5 separate regions of the Mus musculus genome follow, and all the other regions are linked to region 2. The links are chromatin contacts, called in public Hi-C maps. All regions are on one chromosome and are shown on one strand. Each heading gives the region's core, a stretch centred on a gene start, on an enhancer-like site or on the middle of the called end of the contact. The rest is flanking DNA. Distances are from core to core; before and after follow the strand shown. Region 1 has its middle 16 kb from the start of Gm7538. Region 2 has its middle 37 kb from the start of Gm42015. Region 3 has its middle 47 kb from the start of Gm7538. Region 4 has its middle 29 kb from the start of Gm7538. Region 5 has its middle 4.7 kb from the start of Gm31129.

Evidence for each region. Hi-C and Micro-C count contacts between places; a contact is called where the count stands out from the background.
Region 1: a contact with region 2 is called in a Hi-C map of uterus, with 4 times the contacts expected there. The contact joins two enhancer-like sites. A contact is called at or near these places in 4 of 484 Hi-C or Micro-C datasets (all in uterus) and 1 of 9 other capture datasets (embryonic stem cells).
Region 3: a contact with region 2 is called in a Hi-C map of uterus, with 6 times the contacts expected there. The contact joins two enhancer-like sites. A contact is called at or near these places in 1 of 15 datasets of contacts at CTCF or cohesin (the NIH/3T3 cell line), 6 of 484 Hi-C or Micro-C datasets (the N1E-115 cell line, cerebral cortex, myocytes and 1 more), 1 of 115 datasets of contacts at active chromatin or transcription factors (craniofacial prominence) and 1 of 9 other capture datasets (embryonic stem cells).
Region 4: a Hi-C map of the N1E-115 cell line shows a contact between it and region 2, with 20 times the contacts expected there. The contact joins two enhancer-like sites. A contact is called at or near these places in 1 of 39 promoter capture datasets (embryonic stem cells), 5 of 15 datasets of contacts at CTCF or cohesin (the NIH/3T3 cell line, embryonic stem cells, pro-B cells and 1 more), 53 of 484 Hi-C or Micro-C datasets (the AtT-20 cell line, the N1E-115 cell line, adipose-derived mesenchymal stem cells and 16 more) and 4 of 115 datasets of contacts at active chromatin or transcription factors (embryonic limb bud and embryonic stem cells).
Region 5: a Hi-C map of uterus shows a contact between it and region 2, with 7 times the contacts expected there. The contact joins two enhancer-like sites. A contact is called at or near these places in 1 of 15 datasets of contacts at CTCF or cohesin (stem cell-derived epiblast-like cells), 10 of 484 Hi-C or Micro-C datasets (the N1E-115 cell line, embryonic fibroblasts, embryonic stem cells and 3 more) and 1 of 9 other capture datasets (embryonic stem cells).

The regions. Positions count from the first base shown.
Region 1 is chr5:119,182,031-119,186,197 of GRCm38.p6, reverse strand. No RefSeq gene overlaps it. Among named protein-coding and RNA genes, the nearest start is that of Gm7538, 16 kb to the left of the region's middle. Within about 2 kb of position 2,602, at least 8 of the 459 cell types and tissues checked have an H3K27ac peak or open chromatin away from gene starts, as enhancers often do. A contact at or near this core is called in uterus, where this site is marked.
Region 2 is chr5:118,877,904-118,881,816 of GRCm38.p6, reverse strand. No RefSeq gene overlaps it. Among named protein-coding and RNA genes, the nearest start is that of Gm42015, 37 kb to the right of the region's middle. Within about 2 kb of position 1,671, at least 33 of the 459 cell types and tissues checked have an H3K27ac peak or open chromatin away from gene starts, as enhancers often do. A contact at or near this core is called in the N1E-115 cell line and uterus, where this site is marked.
Region 3 is chr5:119,244,623-119,248,558 of GRCm38.p6, reverse strand. No RefSeq gene overlaps it. Among named protein-coding and RNA genes, the nearest start is that of Gm7538, 47 kb to the right of the region's middle. Within about 2 kb of position 1,443, at least 26 of the 459 cell types and tissues checked have an H3K27ac peak or open chromatin away from gene starts, as enhancers often do. A contact at or near this core is called in uterus, where this site is marked.
Region 4 is chr5:119,227,173-119,231,542 of GRCm38.p6, reverse strand. No RefSeq gene overlaps it. Among named protein-coding and RNA genes, the nearest start is that of Gm7538, 29 kb to the right of the region's middle. Within about 2 kb of position 2,087, at least 18 of the 459 cell types and tissues checked have an H3K27ac peak or open chromatin away from gene starts, as enhancers often do. A contact at or near this core is called in the N1E-115 cell line, where this site is marked.
Region 5 is chr5:119,136,340-119,140,424 of GRCm38.p6, reverse strand. No RefSeq gene overlaps it. Among named protein-coding and RNA genes, the nearest start is that of Gm31129, 4.7 kb to the right of the region's middle. Within about 2 kb of position 2,339, at least 14 of the 459 cell types and tissues checked have an H3K27ac peak or open chromatin away from gene starts, as enhancers often do. A contact at or near this core is called in the N1E-115 cell line and uterus, where this site is marked.

The sequences.
Region 1 (4,167 bases), core at 1,353-3,852, 300 kb before region 2:
TTATTGCCTTGAGGCAGGGTCTCTCACTGAACCTGAAGCCTGCCATTTCGTCTAGGCTGGCAGGTCAGTGAGCTTCCAGGATCTGCCTGTCTCTGTCTCACGATGTTGAGATTACAGGCAGCCATGTCTGGATTTTATGTGGATGCTGGAGATTTGAACCCAGGTCCTCTTGCCGGCAAAGCAAGTGCCCTTCCTTAACACCTACCCAGGCACCACCTTCATGCCAGCACACAGACTTGTTCTTACTTGGTTTGCTTTTTCTAATGGGCAAGCCAAATCTTCTAATGTCCTGGGAAAGCTTCAGACTGAAGTCAAACTTGCAGCATGGTGCCCCATGCTGGCTAACTTCTATAGACATGTGAGCATATGCATAGGGAGCCATAGGTCAGCCTTGAGCATTGTTCCCCCTAGGGTGTTATCAGTTCTTTGTTTTTGAGACAGCTTCTCCTATTGGATCCTTGCACTCCTGGCTGGCTGGCCAGCAAGCTCAAGAACTGTCCTGTGTCTGCCCACCCAGCCCTGCAATTATACACATCACTTTGCCTCCCTGGCTCTTTTAACATATATCCTCACACCCTCGTGTTTGGCTAGACATATGCCTATCTCTCCAGACCCCTCGACTAGCTTTGACTTGAGACTCAAGTTTCCTTCAAGATAATTGGGGTGTAAGAAAAAAAGAGCATATTCAGCTTACATACCCTGATTCTATTGTTCCACCCATAGCAATCATCAGAGATAAATCTTTCCATCCTCTCTTGTGAAGTGTGGTCTCAAGATTTGTTCCCACTCAGGGAACCCCATCTACCCAATCCAAATAGACTTTGAGACTCTCCTTTGTCATTTATGCAACCAATGATTCGGGACCTGCATCTTACATGCACACGTATATGTATGTGTATGTGTATATATACTGCATGTATCCTGTAGGGCATTGTGCCTGCCACTATCACCCTAAATAAGTGTGTCCAGCCAACTTCTATAAGTTGCCTATACATGACAACCATTAGGATTAAAGTTTACAAAGAGCGGGCTGGCAAGTTGGCTCAGTGGGTAAAGGTGCTTGCCACCAAGTCTGATGATCTGATTGGGCTCCAGGGTCTTCCATGGCCAAAGCAGTGGAACAACTCCTCCAAGTGGTTCCCTGACCTCCACATGTGAATGAATAAATGAATGTAATTAAGATTTTTTCCAAATAGTAATATAGACTCAATTAAAAGTAGGGGTGTCAAAGCACTCACCCCAAAAATCTTCCAGGAGGATATAGAGCTAATTGCATAGAAGGCACAAATGGGAACAACCTCAAAGTGACCCAGGTGACAATTATAGATCATTAGCCAGCTCCACCTCAATCCCAGGGGACTTGGAAACTGGGCAGGACCCACAGTGCCATTTCTCCACAGACCCTAGACAATCCTCCCTCAGCCGTGACTCACTTCTCTGCCTCCGGCTGATGAAGGCTGTGGCCTGCTTCTCAGATGTCTCCAGAAAGAAGAATATCAACTTGTGGGATCCATCTGAGGAGGGTTTTTACACAATGTCCAGGATTGACAAATCTCTCTTGGACTGAGCTCAGCAGTCAAGACTGACATACGGCAGAGGGACGCTTGCCTAAAGCAATTTCACTTGGTTTTGGAAGAATCTTTGGCCCAGATGAGAACAATATGAGGGTCTGAGCCCAGGTTCCCTTTGTGCCCTGATGTTACCAGACTACTGGCCTTGAGCATCACATGACTGTGAGCTCTTCATCTACCAACCCCGGTGTCAATGGAGATAAATTCTGAGCCCCCATAGAAGGAGGGAGGAAGGCACTCGACTCTGTCAGTCCATGAAACTCAACGCAGCATCCGACTTCCCATAGTCCAGGATCTTCTCTGACTCAGACATGTGGGCACTCATGATTGACCTCATTTGTCTGTCACCCTGATACAGACACTCTGGCTCTGTGGAAGCATGGGATGCCTTATGCCTCAAGAACAGTGCTATGTGGAAGGACGAGGGGTTGTCTGCTTCTTGCTAGGGCTCTGCACTGCTTCCTGCTTTGTGTTAGACTCAGACATCCAGGTCTACTTTCAGCTGGAAAGGGGTATCAAAACCAGGCAAGACTCAGCTAAACCTGTAGCACCTTTTCTAGGGGAGTCTGCTTTACGTAGTAAATCTTGCACTTGGATGTTGCATGCACGGGCACACACAGCCTCCACATGGTGGGTGGGTGGGTGATGATCCCAAGACAAACTTCCTCCCTACGGGTCAGCATTGCTTAAGAAAAACAAGAGGCTGACTCTGAGAAGCCACGAGGATGGTGAGAGTCAGCCCAGAGCAGAACCTGCACTGCATTCCCTGGTGAGGATGCCCTGTGGTGGAGGAGTCAGCCCCTCATTAGGGAGGGAGCATTGAGAGCACTCATTAGGGAGGACTGGGTGTCCTTCCTAGGAGTGTGCTTATTTGACAGCCAGAGGCAACAAGTTGTAGAGAAGGGGGGAGAGAGGACAAAGAAAACAGAAGAAAGATTCTTCAAGAACAAAGGCATCCACTCCAGTCTGCCAAAACCTCATAAAACTGTAAACTGTTATGGAGTGTATAAACACATCGAGAAAAATAGAAGCACCGGGGCTCAGAAGCCAGGAAATGGCAGATTCTTTATCTGCCTTACCACGGACGCTCACTCACTGTTACTGGATCTGGTTGGTACATAATAAATACCCAAGAAATACCTGTGAAATGAGCGCATGACAGGAAGAAACTGCGTGACTGGGACTGTCTGGGAAGGTGTCGAGGACTAGATGGATTGTGGGGGATGGGTAGAAGGTAGATAACTGGAAGATAGATATAATCCAGGAAAGCCATGACTTCAACAAAGATCCCCCTGGGAGGGTGAACTTGTGATGTTGAGAGATGGTTGGGTCAGGGGAAGTCAGGTTGCACCACAGTGTATTTCTCCGAAAGTTTACTGACTCTGTGTCCCAGGGACCGACTAGTCTATGCTGTATGGAGCCAGAGGGAGGCTGTCAACAGTTCTCCACACAGCAACTCAGCGACCCAGGCATATTAACAAAAGAGGGAAGGACCCCGATTTTATACACGGTCCAAGGTGAGGAGAGAATGCAGTTCTGTTATTTGGTGGCCTCGTGGATGATGCTGGAGGGCACTGTGATGGGGAAGGATAAACATCCCAATTCTCAGCCATGTGTGGAAAGTAAAAGAAGAATGGAGATTGCCAAAGAGAAGGAAGGAAGGACACAGGGAGATAGGATGGTGGATATCAACACACACAGAGTACCCTCTCTGTGGGAGTGGGTTTGAGCTGCCACGCAGTGAAGAGTGGGGGAGGTCACAGGGATTTATTAGGTATTTTATAAAGAACAGGAGAAAGTATCAGAAGACTCCCAGCATGAAACATAGTCAGTTTCCAGGGAGACACCATGCTAATTGATACATGATCAGTATCCAAAGCTTATAGATTTACTTCGTTTTACATTGTACTTCATGAGCACATCTGGTTATTATGCAGCAACTAAAAATATATAAATAAGCTGGGCACAGTGGTACCTACCTACAGTCCCAGCACTTGGTAGACTGAGACAGGAGGATTAGGAGTTCAGTGCCAGCTTTGGCTACAAATGAGTCAGAAGCCAGCTTGGATTACATGAGATCTTGTCTCAAAAGTAGATAGATAGATAGATAGATAGATAGATAGATAGATAGATAAACAGACAGACAGACAGACAGATAGACAGACAAATAAGTAGATACATAAATAGATAGAAGATAGACAGACAAATAGGTAATTTTAATGCACAATTTTCCTAAAAAATCATACAATAGCCAACAGGCCTCTAAAGAGATACTCAACACCAATAATGAATCCTAGGGAAACTCAAATCAAATATGCAGTGACACATCATCCAGACACTCAGAATAGCTGTCCCCAAATGACTGACAACTATTAGTGAGAGGGAAAACAGTGAGACCTTCAAACTCTCTTGGGTGACACCATTTTGGAAACTAGGTCTACCAGAAGTCCACTTCTGAGTTTGGATCATACTAAGTAACTGAAGTCAAGACCCCAGGGGATGTCTGTAACTCTCCTCACAATCATGACGTACTTTCCACGGTGACTGAAGTATAAACATAGCAGATATGTCCATCAGCAGAGGAGTAGGTCAGGAA
Region 2 (3,913 bases), core at 422-2,921:
CTGGCAGCTCACCTCCGCTCTCTCAGGGTGCTGTAGGGGCGTGTGATGGCAAGTTTATAGACAAGGTTGACCAGATGGCTCAGTGGATACCTGAAGACTTGAGTTCAACCCTGGGACCCATGTGAAGGAAGGAGAGAACTGGCTCCCCCACATTGTCCTCCGATCACCACACGCACACCTTGGCAGCCCCTCCGCCACACTCACTCGACCATTCGATGTAATTTTTTTTAGATTAGATTAAAGTTTTGTTGTTGTTTTTTTTTAAATCAATTCATAGCAAGAGTTAGTGGCTTCTGACCCCTACATGCAAGTGACACCTCTTCCAACAGTGACTTTGTGCTTGTATTTCTCAGAGTCTCAAGTCTCTCCTCCCTAGGACACTGTCCTAAGAACAGTAGAAGATTTCTCTCCAATAGTCAAGAGAGTGCTTTATTTCATTTTATTTCTTCCTCCAAAGGCATGCTTATAGATCACCCTGAAATACGCTAATCTCCAGTAGATATGGCAGCTCACTCTAATCCCAGCACTTGGGAGGCTGAGGCAAGGGATCCCAGTGAGTCTCCCACACAGCCTTCGAGACAGGGCCAGTTCCCCATCAGCCAGGGTGAAAAATGGAACTGTGCATTGAACACACCAACAGAAGAACCCTGACTTGAAGCTTGCTCTCTCCCCAGCGTTAACGGCTTTAGCTTCGTTTGAAGCTATTTGACTGGGGGCCACCCCGACACTCAGTGTCCTTGTCTAGAAGTAGAATCCTAATGGGCCTGCTAGCAATGGCTCTGGGTTGACAGGGATTCATTTTATGAATGAAGTCTTAGATTAGACTAGATAAGAATGGTGGAAACGCTAAAACAGAGTTTTCTATCCGGTTTAAACACACACACACACACACACACACACACACACACACACACACATCTCAGCTCTCGTTCGAGATGACCCCTGAGCTCTCCTGGTTTCTGCTAATGTTCCCGATAGCCATTCACTTCCTGGTTGTTTGCCTCCTCGGCTCTGATTGGCCAGATTCCAGTTCACTTGGGAGCTGTGTTATGAAGACCTTGAAGGCTCCAGGAAAAGGAAAAATTCCCTCTTCTCATTCTTCTCTCCATGAGCTCTTCAGCCAAACCCACCCTTACCCTTTAAGACGCAGACGGGTTCAACCTCGGATGCCGTCGCATCCATTCTAGACCTATCCTTTGTCCCCAGATCCTGGCATCCAGAGCATGGTGTGGCCTCTCACACTGAGAGGTGGGGCCTGCAACCCAGGTTTTGACTCCGACCACAAGACTCTGCGTTCATTCAGTGTCTCCCCCCCCCCCCCCCACACACACACACACTTCACTCCACTACCACATTCATCTGTCAAGTGCCCTCCCCACCCGACACACAGACACGCAGACTCACGGACAGACACAGCCTTCTCTCCCGTCTCTCCCTCCACCCACGTCTTTTCCCTTGAGCTAGATCTGGGGGCGGGGTGAGAAGAAAGCCAAATGTCTTCCAACCACAGAGTAGTGACAGTGTTGTCCTTACAACACCAACCAAAGATCTAATTTTTTTTCCTTTCCTGAATGCCTAAAAGGAGTTGGAAAACCCGAGGGCACCATTGCCTTGTTTTCTGCTCAATGGAGTCTGGCCAGAATCCACCCACAGCTAAACAAAGCATCCTTTCTTGTCCCACTGAAGTTCTCAAAATCTGGCCAGCCTGACACCCACCCAGAACAGCCCCTTGACCTGACTCCTGCCTTCGTCCTCCATGCCTTTTGATGGCATTGTTCAATATTCAAAATCAGACCCAAAGTGCCTGTCCACACCCTAGTCTGAAAGACCAAGAACAGAATTTTAAAATAATAATAATAAATAAATAAAATCTGTGGCCTAACCAGTGGTTGGAGCGCCATCTGCTGGCCATTTTATAAGCAGCGCCTCCCTCACCAGCCCACATGGCTCTAAGTTCCCGTATTTCAAAGTCTTTTCGGAGTTTAACTCCGAGAGAGTATAGCTTCAGGCGTGGGAACTTGTGCTTTTAAGTACGTTAATATCCCATTATTCTATTATGGGAATACGCATTTAGGAATAAAGGCTCTTTTTAAAAAATCTTTTATTCCTTTTCTTTTAAAGCTATTTAAAGTCTCCATCAAACATCTGGGAGGGATGATCTCAGCTTACAACGGCTTTTATTACTGTCACACTTGTTCCTACTACCGTGATAATGATTGTGGCATTGTATTAATCAATAAATCATAACGAACTCGCTTTTTACACACTCTTAACACAGACCCCCAGACCAGTGTGTGCCCGGGTTTGCAGGAAAATTTATGATTCTGGGTGGGAGGGAGAAGGAGACTATAACACAACAAAGACCAAAATAAATAAATAAAGAGGGAGGATTGCTTTTAGAAAAAAAAAAGGAGGAAGCTTTTTTCTAAAAGAGACTCTCGGCTTGGGAAGGCAGATTTGGGACTGAGTTAATAAATGCCTCTCCTATCTGCTTAGTCAAAGGAGCTTACGTCCCTTTAGCTGGGATTTTTTTTTTAACCTCATTAAAAATCAAAGGGAAAGCATGGGAATTTTCCTCTGTAAATATTTTGCCTGTCCTCTGAGGAGAGAAAACAGAAAATCACCTGTCTCAGTCGGTGCCTTCTTTCGAATTCACTTTGGCCAAATACCTTAGGCAGTCAGGGTGATGGAGAAGAATTGGGGAAGGGGGGGGGGGCTTATGCCTGTCAGCAAGTGTGTCCACCAAGTGTGGGTTTGGGTAGCCATAGGGAGCACGTGGCATCTACCCCTTTCGAGTCTGCAGCTGCCACAGCACAGCACATCCTGAGGAAGGGCTGGCTGAGTCACACGAACCCTGTGGATTCTAGAAGCCCCTTTCCCTGGGCTTCTCTAGGACCCACCCATCACTCTGAGCTCTCCATTGGTCCACCATGGGGGATTTGGTCCACATTCGTCGGGTGTTCTCAGCTTCTTCATCAGATTCCTTCCTCTCTAGTTCTTGAGCTAAAACCCCGTTTATAAGAAAGTCAGGAGCCTGGGAAACATCTCGTCATTGTAGCGTCCAGCCCATCATCTTATTGAACGGGCGTTTTACTTCTCCCTTGAAGCTGGGTGTCCGCCCCGAGTTGAGGCAGATACAAAACACAGACGTAGACGGAATTTTATTTCAACGTTTAATACGTAAAATTCTCGCTAAAATAAAACAAGCCATAAAAGTAGCCTTTCCCAGAGCACACGGGTTTTTTGTTGTTGTTGTTTTGTTTTTGTTTTGTTTTGTTTTTTTATTTTTTCTGGAACTAGCCCCTTCTGATTAGGAGCAAGGTACAGAACCTCGCTACAGGTTCAGCTACTGAAAACTTGAATGAAAGTTCTCCTTGGCCTCCTCCTCCAAGGCCACTCCTGGTCTCTAGTCCACAAGGTATAAGAGGCTGAGACAGGATCCGAACATTTCGAGTGGAAACTGGTTCTTCATTGAGTTCCCCCCACTATCTTTCTCAGAAGTATGAAGAGGTTTGGGGGTTGGTGGGGGTGTTGTTTTTGTTTGTTGTTTTGTTTTGTTTCAAGCATTGTTTATTTGAAATACTAGCTGCTAAGTTCAACACAGTTTTCTGCGATGTCTGCAGACAGAATTTTTTGTTTGGACTTTCAGTAGTGCGAGGAGAGAGAACGAGAGAGAGAGAGAGAGAGAGAGAGAGAGAGAGAGAGAGAGAGAGAGAGAGAAACAAATAGCCTTGCTTTGAAGTTCCCACATAATTACTGTAAAGATCTGTGAAAGTACAGAGCCAAGAGCCAGCGCTTTGCTCCAATCTGGAGGATGCAAAGGCCAGGCGCAGCCCGGGAAGACTCTCTCAGAGCGGTGCAGAAATACGCAGCCAAGGTAGATGGGAGGTGTGTGCGCCCCCCCCCCCCCCCC
Region 3 (3,936 bases), core at 194-2,693, 370 kb before region 2:
GTGTCTCCTCCATGTAGAGACAAGAGAGCAGCTTCAGATATCATTCCTCAGAAGTCATCCACCTTGATTTTATTGGAGGTGGGGGTTAGGGTCTCCCACTGACCTGGAACTCACCAATAAGTAGAGATTGGCTGGCCAGGAATCTACCCGTCTCCACCTCCCTGATGCTGGGATTACAAGCCTGTGTGACTGTGCCTGATTTTGTTTTTACATGAACTCTGTGGGCTGAACTCGGGTGGCAGTGCTTGTAATGCAAGTGTTTTCTGATGGAGCTGTCTCCCTCACACCTCCTTTTTTTGCCTATAACTTGCTGTCCTACTGAGACCCAAGTGCTACCTGTCCACCCTGGGTGACAAATCTAAGCCAGGATTTAAAAATTATGTTTTTGTGCTCTGTGGGGGGGGGCGCGATATGGTGTATGTATGTATGTATGTATGTATGTATGTATGTATGTATGTATGTATGGTATATATGTGGTGTATGTGTGGTGTGTGGTGTGTCTATGTGTGTGGTGTGCATATGTGTATGTGGTGTGTTTGGTATGTCTATGTGTGTGTATGTATTTGTGTATTGTATGTGTGGTATATTTATGGTATGAGGTGTATCTGTGTGTGTGTATGTGAGTGTGTGGTATGTGTGTGTGTGTATATGGTATATGTGTGTGATATGTCTATGTGTATGGTGCGTGTATGTGCTCTGGCCAAGGTTCAAGAACAGAAGTCAGAAGACAACATAGGACAGTCAGTTCTCACTTTTTATCAAGTAATCAAGTAGGTCCTGGGAATTGAACTTAGTTCATCCGGCTTGATCACAAGCCTCTTTATCTACTGAGCCAACTAGCTCGTCCTTGGCCATGTGTGTTTGTTTGTCTTAATCATGACACCAAGAAAAATAACTCTCCTCTCTAGGAACCTGTCATTTCAGAGCTCCCCTCTGCCATGTGGGTGATGCCTCTTTCAAGTCTGGGTGGGCAGCATCTAGTTGGTCCCTCTGCTCACCATAGCGCTCAAACCAGGGAAGCTAGGTAGAAATCATACGTTAAAAAGGTTGTGGATCTGCTTAGATTAAAAACGAGGGTGAATTTATGTCCTAGTCGATCAAGAGACTGTGTGACCTTGGACGGAAATCGCTGCCTCATGTAGACTTTCTTTTTTTTTTTTTTTTCATCATGTAGACTTTCAACTGAACTCCGAGAAGAACTTCCGGTGAGTGGGAAGAAACACCGAGCCTCTCTGTGGAGCACTCTAGAACATTATCGGATGAGGTTAAATCGGGGTGCTGGTGGAAACAAGGGGATAACAGTATGGAGAACTCCCCTCCGTGTCCGCAGGCCCCAGAAATCCCTCTGAAGCTCCAGGCAGAAGCTGCTGGCCCTCCTACCCACTCCCTCCCACTTTTTCTTCGCAGCTGTCTCTGTGTTTCAGAGTCCACATCTCTGCCAGGGACTCTATTTTGGGATTTGTGGGAACCAGCAGCTTTTAGCAAATAGGAAGTCCCAGTGAGCTGGTCCCCCGTCCTGCCCCCCTCCCCCTCCCGGTCTCCCAGTCCACTTGGAGGGCAGAAGAGGAACAAACAGGCTGTCCTAAGCTTAGCCCTCAGGGCATGTGCGAGCTGGAGGGTGCCCAGCCTGGTCCCAGAGAGTCCTCATAGCTGGCGGACCGAATCCCTGACTACTCTGCCACCGTAAGGCAGGGCGGTGCCCAGCGGACCAATCGGGGGCTGCATATTCCCCAGGGAGCTGGGTTTTTCTCTGCAAATTACTACCAAGTTCCTGCCACATCCAGTCTCTGCACAGAGGCGGGTGGCAGGCTAGGTCCCGACACTCCAAGAAACACACCAGCCAAGTGCCATAGCGGTGAGAGACCCTGTCCTTAGGATCAGGACACAGGGGCTTTAAGTGGAGTGGCTCAGGAGCCTTAGGTATGTACATGGCTGGGTTAACATGCAGGTGGGTGTCACACTCTCCAGTGGTGTGGTTATGTGTCAATGTGGATTCGTGTGACATGTGGATTTTTCGATCTCCTATGCGCAGCTAGCTGTCTCAGAGGGTGCACGGGTGACCCGCCTGTATTTTCACAGTGACCCAGATGCTTATGCGTCTTTTCACTGTGTTATGAGGAATACCTTTTAATTTGGCCCAACCAATTTGTGGGTCATTGTGTAAATCCAGAAAAAAGACAGGTAAGATAGTAAAGGCCTGTGAGTTCAACACTCAGGAGGCTAAGGCAGGAGGATCAGGCATTGGAAGATTAGCCTGGGCTATGTAGCGAGACTCTGTGTCCAAAAGGGGGAAAAAAAACAAGAAACATATGTATATATGTATATATGTATATATGTATATATGTATATATGTATATATGTATATATGTATATATGTATATATGTATATATGTATATATGTATATATGTATATATGTATATATGTATATATGTATATATGTATATATGTATATATGTATATATGTATATATGTATATATGTATATATGTATATATGTATATATGTATATATGTATATATGTATATATGTATATATGTATATATGTATATATGTATATATGTATATATGTATATATGTATATATGTATATATGTATATATGTATATATGTATATATGTATATATGTATATATGTATATATGTATATATGTATATATGTATATATGTATATATGTATATATGTATATATGTATATATGTATATATGTATATATGTATATATGTATGTATGTATGTATGTATGTATGTATATATGTATATATGTATGTATGTATATATGTATGTATGTATGTATGTATGTATGTATATATGTATGTATGTATATATGTATATATGTATATATGTATATATGTATATATGTATGTATGTATGTATGTATATATGTATATATGTATGTATGTATATATGTATGTATGTATGTATGTATGTATATATGTATGTATGTATATATGTATATATGTATGTATGTATATATGTATGTATGTATATATGTATGTATATATGTATGTATGTATATATGTATATATGTATATATGTATATATGTATGTATGTATGTATGTATGTATATATGTATATATGTATATATGTATATATGTATATAATCTGTATATGTTACCCATGCAAATAAAAACTAGAAAACAGAGATTCAGCAGGCCTATATTATATATGTTATACACAGCATCATAACTATGACAACAGAAGAGAAGTAAGCCATAATTATAACTAACATCTGTGCAATATATATACTGTCCACAAACATGGGGGAGTAAATCTCCCACTAGGAAGTATCTGCCCCATATGTGCTTTCTAGCTGTTTTTGTTTTTTAATTAAAATGCATGAGTTCCACACACAAAAGCAAGTACATTGTCAGTATTAGTCACCTCTGAATATTTCATATCAGTCAAACAGAGGTGTGGCTCTGGGTATGGTGCTGCACACCTTCAATCCCAGCGCTCGGGAGGCAGAGGCAGGGGGAATCTTTGTGAGTTCGAGGCCAGACTGCCTGGTCTAACAGAGTGAGTTCTAGGACAGCCAGGGCTCGATAGAGAGACTCTGTTACAAGACAGACAAAGGCAAGATGTAAAATTATGCCTGTATACAATACACATATATACATAAACTACGGACGAGTGAATGTTTGACCATGCTTCAAACTTTTCTAAGAGCAGGGTCATAAATCAAGCCCAGTGTCCCATTCCCCGCAGCAGGGACATCCGGTGGATTCTGTTTCATAGGCTTTTTTATTATATATAATGAGCCACCCTTGTCTGCAGATAGATTACCGCAGCTATATGGCGTCTCATTTCCTAGGTAACACGTAGATAATCTGACCCATAGCCCTCTGCGGGCTGTTCATTTATGTTCATTGCAAACAAAACCGTAGTCCACATACTTTAGCGCGATCCAAGAAGCAGAATTTGTGGGCCAAAGGGTGTTC
Region 4 (4,370 bases), core at 838-3,337, 350 kb before region 2:
GTCTCTCCCCAGCCCTCCAGGAAACCACGAGATGCTGGCAGATAGGCAAAACCAGGACTCTATGGGGACAGACTCACAGACGCTCCGGCCTTTCTCCTGCCTCCCATGTGAGCAGCTTCCTCTCCCCACACCCCATCACCTCTAGTCTTTCTGAAAAAGAAGAGCCAGCCGGCATGGTGCCCAAAGTGTTTCTCTTTAGAGCAGGGTTGGTAGGCTGAGAATAATTGATAGAAGACATTCTCAATGCTTCTTTTCTTGTGAGCAGTGTGGTTCTGTGGCTCAGACACCAGGAGAGAACCCCAGTGGTCCTGGTAAGTTGTCAGCCACAATTCTACACATGTCCTGGGGACCACAAAAACACAACACTGCTTATTATCTCCAGTGAAGACAGCTTTCTGTAGCTCCCTACGCCTAGAGGGAGTTAGTCATCTCTGCTGTAGGGGACATGACTTCGTTCCATTTACTTCTTATAGCCACAACCACGGTCTCACCCCTCCTTCCTTCTTAGCCCCAAGGCCAAGTCCACCAAGCCCTGATTTTTAAAATAATTTATTTATTAAAATTGTATGCACATTAGTGCTTTGCCTGCATGTATGTGTGAGGGTGTCAGATCCTGGAGTCACAGACAGTTGTGAGCCGCCATGCTGTTGCTGGAAATTGAACCCAGGCCCTGTGCTCTTAACCACTGAGCCATCTCTCCAGACCTGCTATTATTTTCATATGCTTTATCTCATTTTTTATTTGTATTTTTTAAAAATATTCTTCCTCTGTCTAAGAATCACTGCTCTCTAGGTTCATGTATTTATTCCATGTCCTGGCATCTTCCAGGAGTCTCCAGCTGACAATGTGTTGTTAGGGTTTTTTGTTTGTTTGTTTGTTTGTTTGGTTTGGTTTTTTAGTAGTAGATAGTATTAAAGAGTAAGGAAGAGGGCTGGAGAGATGGCTGGGTCTGCAAAGTGCTCACAAGCTCAATTCCCAGAATTCACACCCCAAAGAGCTGCCTGTGGTCTGGTGTACATGTAGTTTGTAATCTCAGTACTGGAGAGGGAAAGACACATTGATATCTGAGGCACTCTGGACAACCAGAATAGCCTACTAGGCAAGTTCAGGGTTAGTGAGAGAGACCCTGTCTCTAAAAACAAAGTAAAGATCACCTTATCACCTATAAAACAACACCAGAAACCCGTGTGTGTGTGTGTGTGTGTGTGTGTGTGTGCACGCGCACGCGAAGAAGAAGACAGAGGGAGGGAGAGAGGGAGGAAGGGAGAAGGGAGAGAGAGACTGGGAGTAAGATAAAGTTTCTATTCTAGTATGATTTTATTGCTGTGATAAGACACTGACCAAAACCAACTCGGGGGAGAAAAGGGATTATTTAGCTTACGAGTCACACAGTCCATCGCTGAGGGAAGCCGAGGTAGGAACTCAAGGTAAAGACAATGAAGCAGAGACCATGAGAAAATGCTATTTACTGTCTTGTTCCCTGGCTTGCCCATATTTTTCATCTATCAGCAATTAAAACCATGCTCCCATAGCCATGACCTCAGGCCAATCTGATGGAGGCAGTTTCTTGGTGAGGTTTCCTCTTCTCAAGTGTGTCGAGTTTGTGGGAAGCCGCCCTCACATTCGCCGTTGCAAGATGGCGCTGACATCCTGTGTTCTAAGTGGTAAACAAATAATCTGCGCATGTGCCAAGGGTAGTTTTCCACCCCATGTGCTCTGCCTTCCCCGTGACGACAACTCGGCCGATGGGCTGCAGCCAATCAGGGAGTAATACATCCTAGGCGGAGAATAATTCTCCTTAAAGAGGGACGGGGTTTCGCTTTCGTTTTGGGCTTGGGGCTTGCACTCTTGCTCCTGAAGATGTAAGCAATAAAGTTTTGCCGCAGAAGATTCCGGTTTGTTGCGTTCTTCCTGGCCGGTCGCGAGAACGCGTGTAAGACGAGTTGGCAACCAAGATTAGCCATTACAGACCCCAAAGGCACACCCACAAGAGCGTACTTCCTTCACCTTCATGGGCAACCCTCCTGCTCACCACCCCGTGGTGTCTGTATAGAACCACGGATGTGCTCTGAGCACAGGGCTGAGTTTATAGGTGGCTGGGAATCACATGGGGTGAGACAGAGATGAGACATGGGTTGTCTCCTCAGGTGCCTGGGCAGAGCAAGTCCACAGAAGAAATGAACAAGTTTCTGTCAGTGTTAGCATCGTCTGGGCTTTCAGAATCATGGCCTTGAAATGCCAAGGGCCCTGTGAAGGCATTTGGGTTTTTAGATGGACCCTCTTTCTCTGTCACTGTGACCAAATGCCTATCAGGGACAATCCAAGTGGGGAGGGATCAATGGTGGTCCACAGTTTACAGGGTGTGGTTGCTCCTGACAGCCAGGAAGGCATGGCAAGTCCAGCAGTGCCCTTCTTGGCTCTGACAGTGGGAGAGTTTGCATGAGGGCAGTCAGCAGGATGTAAAGCTGGCCTGTGACCTGCCTGCTCCCATGGCTGGATGAATTCCACCCAATACTCTGTGTCTAAAAGGTTCCCACTATATCCTCAGAGAATACCACTAAGCTGGGGGCGTGGAGGAGGTGGGGGCGGTGTTTAAACACAGGAGCCTGTGGGAAATACTTGCCAGTTGAACCATCAGAGCACCCCTTCTGGAATCTGTGGGTCCTGGAGTCAGCCAAGGAGCCTTGCTTCAGGGAAAAGCCGAGCGGAGCTGAGTCAGACATTAGCCATAACTCACACACTTCCGGAACACACTGAAGAGACTTGAACTCTGGAGGTGAGCATCTCAGAAACACCCAGACAGAGGGGGAGAAAGAGATGAAGGTAATGTGTGCACACTTGGGACCAGGACTTGGGGTGTTTGACGATGTAAACCAAGCTGACCCAAGATCTCAAGCTGCCCTTTTGTACATAATTAGAGAACCCAAGATCTATATTTTCTTTTACACTGTGGGTGATTACTCAAGACTCTCGGGGCTTTCCCTGGAGGTGTTGGGAGGAAATGTATTTGGTGTTCCTGCCAAAGTTCTCTCAGTCACGAATGAGGCCACTTAGTAGGACCAGCTCCCATCAATACATGATTAAGTACAGACGTGCCTGGATTCCAGGTGATGAATTAAGATCTTCTTATTGGAAAACAGAAGCGACTGATTAATACTTCAATTCCCATCCCTATCAACCAACAGTGCTCGTGCTGTGTATAGTGGGGTGGATTTGCAGAGCTGGACTGGGGTTCTCCTGTTAAATATTAACTAAAATCACGTTTGAATTTCTGCAATATTTCTGGGTTCCTGGGTACAAAGCCAGACACAGACTCAGGTAAATGACGGTAAGGCACAAGCATTTAGAGTGGACACGTGAATTGTCACGTAAACACGAGTGATCAGGGAGAGGGATGTCAAGAAAAACTTTCATTAGCGTCCCCCTAAGCTGGTCTTAACAGCCTGGTGTAATTTGGCTAATGGAGTCTGCACTGCTCATTAAATTATAAGGACATTAAAAAGATCTCTAAAACAATGCTAATATTCCAGAGGGTTAATTAGTCCTGGAATTAAAAAGCTAAACCCACAGATTCTATCTGATTTGATGAGGGAGGAAAGGGAAGCATTCTGCAGAACAGAAACCATGCCGTGAGTTGAGACACTCCTTAATCTTTGGGCATTGATGGTTTTTAGGGGAACCTCTTGCTTCCAGTTTAAAACTGATTCCAGGCCTACTCAATTTCAATTTCACCTAGAAGGAGGCTAGATAGACCAGGAAAAGGTCTGGGCTGAAGGCCTGATGATAATGTCACCTCTATTTTATAGACAAATGACATTGAGCTTCAGAGGGCTGTGGTCCCTTTCCAAGGATCTATGGTCCCTTGTTCCGAAAGCCACAAGGCCAGTGAGTGTAGCACCTGGGTCTCCAGTATCAAATGCGGGAGTTTGCACTCTTAATTAAACTTTGCTAAAACCAAACTAAATGGTAGGCAGATGGAGACAGACAGATTCAGAGACGTTCTAAAGAAGGTCTCTTCAGTAGTCAAGGTCCTTCCACAATGGGATGCCCATGTCCCAAAGGTGAGAGTCATCCTGGTTTGTGGGTATTCTAGTATGGGGCGGGGCGGGACACATAGAATATATCCCTGTCTCAGAAGCGAGGATCTGAGGTTCACATTTGTCCTGAGAGCCTCCAATGATGGGGATGTCATGTGGTTTATGAGGTGGGTTTTCCCTCCAGGGGTGGAAGGTCCCGTAGGAGGTGAGACCATGAGGTTCGTGGGGGACTCGTTAAGGCTCACAAACCATCATCTTATTCATTTGCTTGGTTACTGATATTTTCTGCACCTGCCGTGCACAGCAGACCTCGTGGGAGACACTGGCCACTGT
Region 5 (4,085 bases), core at 1,090-3,589, 260 kb before region 2:
AACATGTACTTGTTTGTTTGTTTGTTTGGCCAGAGAACAACCCAACTCTCTCCTTCCACCACTGTGTGGGCTCCCTGCGGTTGAACTGGAATTCAGACTAAATCCTGTTGTCAAGTTACTTTATCTGCTGAGCCTTCTCATCAGCTCGCTGGCCTTTGGGAGTTCTAGAGCTAAATCCAGGACACCACCAGCACAGCTCCAGCATCTAAGAACCGTGGGTTCCTGCTGAGGATAGGGGGTCCCTCTGCCCTATCTCTTTCACATGGTGGATTCACACCTTCCGTAGGTCATTTCACCTCTGTGAGCCTTGGTTTTCTCATCTCTCATATGGGCCCAAGGAAGCAAGCTTAGTCTCGTCCTTGGGTTGGTATGAGGTAAGAAGATTGAATGACAGGAACCAGGCGTGGGAAATTCTTGGCCACACGCCCGGTGTTTGATCTGTCTTTGGAGTTGATGACACTCCCTTTCTTTCTTTCTTTCTTTCTTTCTTTCTTTCTTTCTTTCTTTCTGTCTGTCTGTCTGTCTGTCTGTCTGTCTGTCTGTTTTTGATTAAAAAAATTTTTTGAGACAGGGTCTCAAATACCCCAGGATATCCTTTAACTCATTTCATAGCCTAGAATGACCTTGGACTTGTTTCCACCTCCCCAGAGCTGTGGTTACAGGTGTGCGCACTGCTCCTATTTTATAGGACGCTGGGGATCCAACACAGGCCCTTCGGTGCACGTTGGGCAGTCACTCTACCAGCTGAGCCATGTCTCCCAGCCCCTCCTTTGATGTAAATGTTTGGGATAGAGCCCCAGGCAACAGAAAGAAGTCTCACAGAGGGGCAACAAGGCTGAAAAACTCCTGCTGAGGATAGGGGTGCCCTCTGCCCTGCACAGGCAAGTGGCTTTCATATGCACAGAGCCAGGAAGTGCACGTGGCTCTCAGCTGTTTGTCAATGGCGTGAACTGGGAATGGTGCAGCACCGCTTAGCCCACCCCCAGGAGTCTCTGATCCACCCCAAGGGAGGAAAGGCAGGAGGTGAGGGGGACATGATAAGAAGAAGGTTGGCAGGGAGCATCGATTCTGATGTTTTCAAAGCTCTCCTCTCCTACAGGAACCAAACTTTAATAACCAGATCCAAGGAGTGAAAGAGAAAGAAACCAGACCATCAAACCCTCCCTGATGAGCAGGCCATGCCTCAGAGAGCTCCAGGGCTGGCTTTGAAACTGTGTGAGTTTAACCCGCAGCAGACACACTTGGCTTCCCCCACTCCACCCCACCCCCGACCCCATTCCCACCTCAGGGGAAGTCAGAAAAAAAAGGCAGAAACTAAAGAGAGATTCTTCTGAGAACAAAGAAACCCATCAGAAGGGGCACCATCTTCACAAAGGTTCAAGGTCCTCCTCAGGTTGCTGGTGGGGAAGGTCACAGATATGTTTCTGAGAAGTGTTAGGAGCTGTCATTCCTATATCCCATTCTAGCTAACCCTCTCCTCCGCCCCCCCAGACCCCCCCAAAAAAAACCCACGATCAATCTACAACTCAGAGAGGTTGCTTAACTGATCCCAGAACACACAGCTGGTAAATGCTGCAGCCCCAACCCTGAACCCAGCCTGATCACAAACAAATCTTCCATCTCATTCTTGCCGCCGCCCCACCCCCCCCTCCCCGAGCTATACAACGGCAAGAGGAGAGAGGACGGCGATTGGGAACCACAGAGAAGGTTATCACACTATGCACAGCCTAAAGCAAGCTTTCTCAGCCTCTATCAGCATCTGGGCTGGGCTGAGTGCCTCCTTGCCATGGGAAGGTTCCCTGTGCCTTCTAGGACGGTCGGCAAGCATTTCTGGCTTGTCTCCGTCAGATGCCAACACCACCTTCCTGTCTCCAGTGTGACATCCAGAAATGTCTGAGGACGTTGCCAAACGTCTCCCGGGAGAAAGCCGTCCGGCCTGTCAAAGGCCCCTTGATGCGGAGGAAGGCATAAGGAACAGTTATAACCGAGAATTGAAAATCAGTTAAGTACCACGCAGAAGGCCTCTGGTCTCCTTTAATCTCATTTAATCCTCCATGAGAACACTGCGAGGTGGACGTTTTATAGACGGGACATGCAAGGAATCAGAGAGCTGAAGTCACTTAAAGTTCACACAGCCAGCTTGCAGCAGAGCCAGGGGTTTGAACCTGAACCTGCATCTATAAACTCTTTTCCCTAGGGGCCACTGAGAGAGGGGAAACAAAAGACAGAAAAGTGGGCGGACCAAGAAAAAAAAAAAGAAAGAAAGAAACCTAGCAACGCAGTGCAAGATGGGAGCTAAGGAGTCCGGAAATGGAGGCTGGTCCATCATGGGTCCTCGCAATGCTATGCCGACTAGAGGCATGCCTGAAGGATGCTGTTACCTCTGGTGTCCCAGTTCTTGCCTCTGCCCCCTAACTCATCCCTCTGCCTTTGCAAATGGCCCGCACCTGTGTCTACCCTGACTTCCTGTCTCCCTTTCGCATCTCATAAGGAAAGAGGTCTATTTCAAATGCTGCGTGATTTATGGAGGAAAGCCTCTTGCCCCGGCCATCCATCTCTCTTCACAGGGACACACATGCCGAGGAGTACCTATCCCAGGAGTGACCCACATTTATTTTCTGCCAGGAGCCAAGACCCCGGGGGGATTCAAGAATCGTCCCTAAATTACAAGAGAGTCCGGGGGAGACCTCTCCCCCCCCCAGCACCCCGCCCCCAGCCTGAGCCTCCCTCTAAATCACCTTTTAGCGTCTGGGCTGCTGTGAACTGCACGTGTGCAGACAGAGGTGAGCCCCAACCCTGCGGGCAGGAGAGAGACACCAATGGCCAAGAACTTGAAGTAGGGCTGTGCTTCGAACTGACCATGACCCCCATGCTTCCTGCAGCCTTCCCTTGACGTTTCCTGGCGGATACCTTGATAGCAGAAAGCATATTTCTCTCTGAATCTCTTTCTTCGGTCCCTCCACCACCACCACCCCCTCCAGTCTTCGCATTTGTTCTTAATCGCTCTGGGGGTGAAGGCTCCCTTTGAAAATCTGATGAAAGCTATGGGCTCCTCCCTTCATTAAATAAATGATTGTTTACTCCTGTTAAAGCCTTCCCAAATGGAACGACCGGTTTATGGTGGATTTTCTAGGAAGATAAAGGGCTTTCTCCTCCTGTCATATAAAAAAATGTTAATGCCTCCACTCTTTTTCTTTTTAACATTTACTGGTGTGCGATACGCATATGGAAAAGTACACAAATCATAGGCGCTCGACTTAATGAATTTTCCTAAACTGGACAGACCAGTACAGCCTGCACACAGATCGAGAGAGCACTGCTGTGTCTAGAAGCTTCTATTGGCATCCCCTGAGACTGCTTCATCACCCAGTGTAGCCAGGAGCTTGCCCTACACCACCTAGCTGCCTTCTGCTTGGTTTTGCTTGTGACTTAAGTTATGCATAGCTCTTTGCATCCAACATTTCGCTGGGTTCTTGCCCCACAACCACAGAGTGCGCAGCCTAGAAGCAGCCTGCGATTTTCCATGAACACTCCATTACTTTCATTTTTACAGAGTTGGATTTGTGTTGATCTGCATTGTGGTTGGAACGTTCCATGTGTGGATAAGGGTTTGAGATAGAGTCTTATGTAGCCCAGGCTGACTTCCAGCTCTCTTGGTAGCCAAGGATGACCTTAAACTGCGGACCATCCTTCCTCTACCTCCTAAGTGCTGGGATGACAGACAGGCAATACTACTCCTCAGTTAATGTGGCTCTGGGGAATCAAACCCAGGGCACTTGCATACTCAGCAAGCACTCTACCAACTGAGCTATACCCCCAGTTTAGTGTGTGTGTGTGTGTGTGTGTGTGTGTGTGTGTGTGTGCGTGCGCGCGTGCGCGCGCGCGCGTGTGCACGTGTGCACAGTCAGCATATGTATGTGTCCCTGTGTCTGTGTGCACATGTGTGTGCACATACATGGATCTGTGCATGAATGTATGTATGTGTGTGTGCATGCATGCCTTCATGCATGAGTTGTGTATGTCAGTGCATGTGTGTATGGCTTCATGTACTTGTGTGTGCATGCATGTCTCTGTGTGTGCATGCA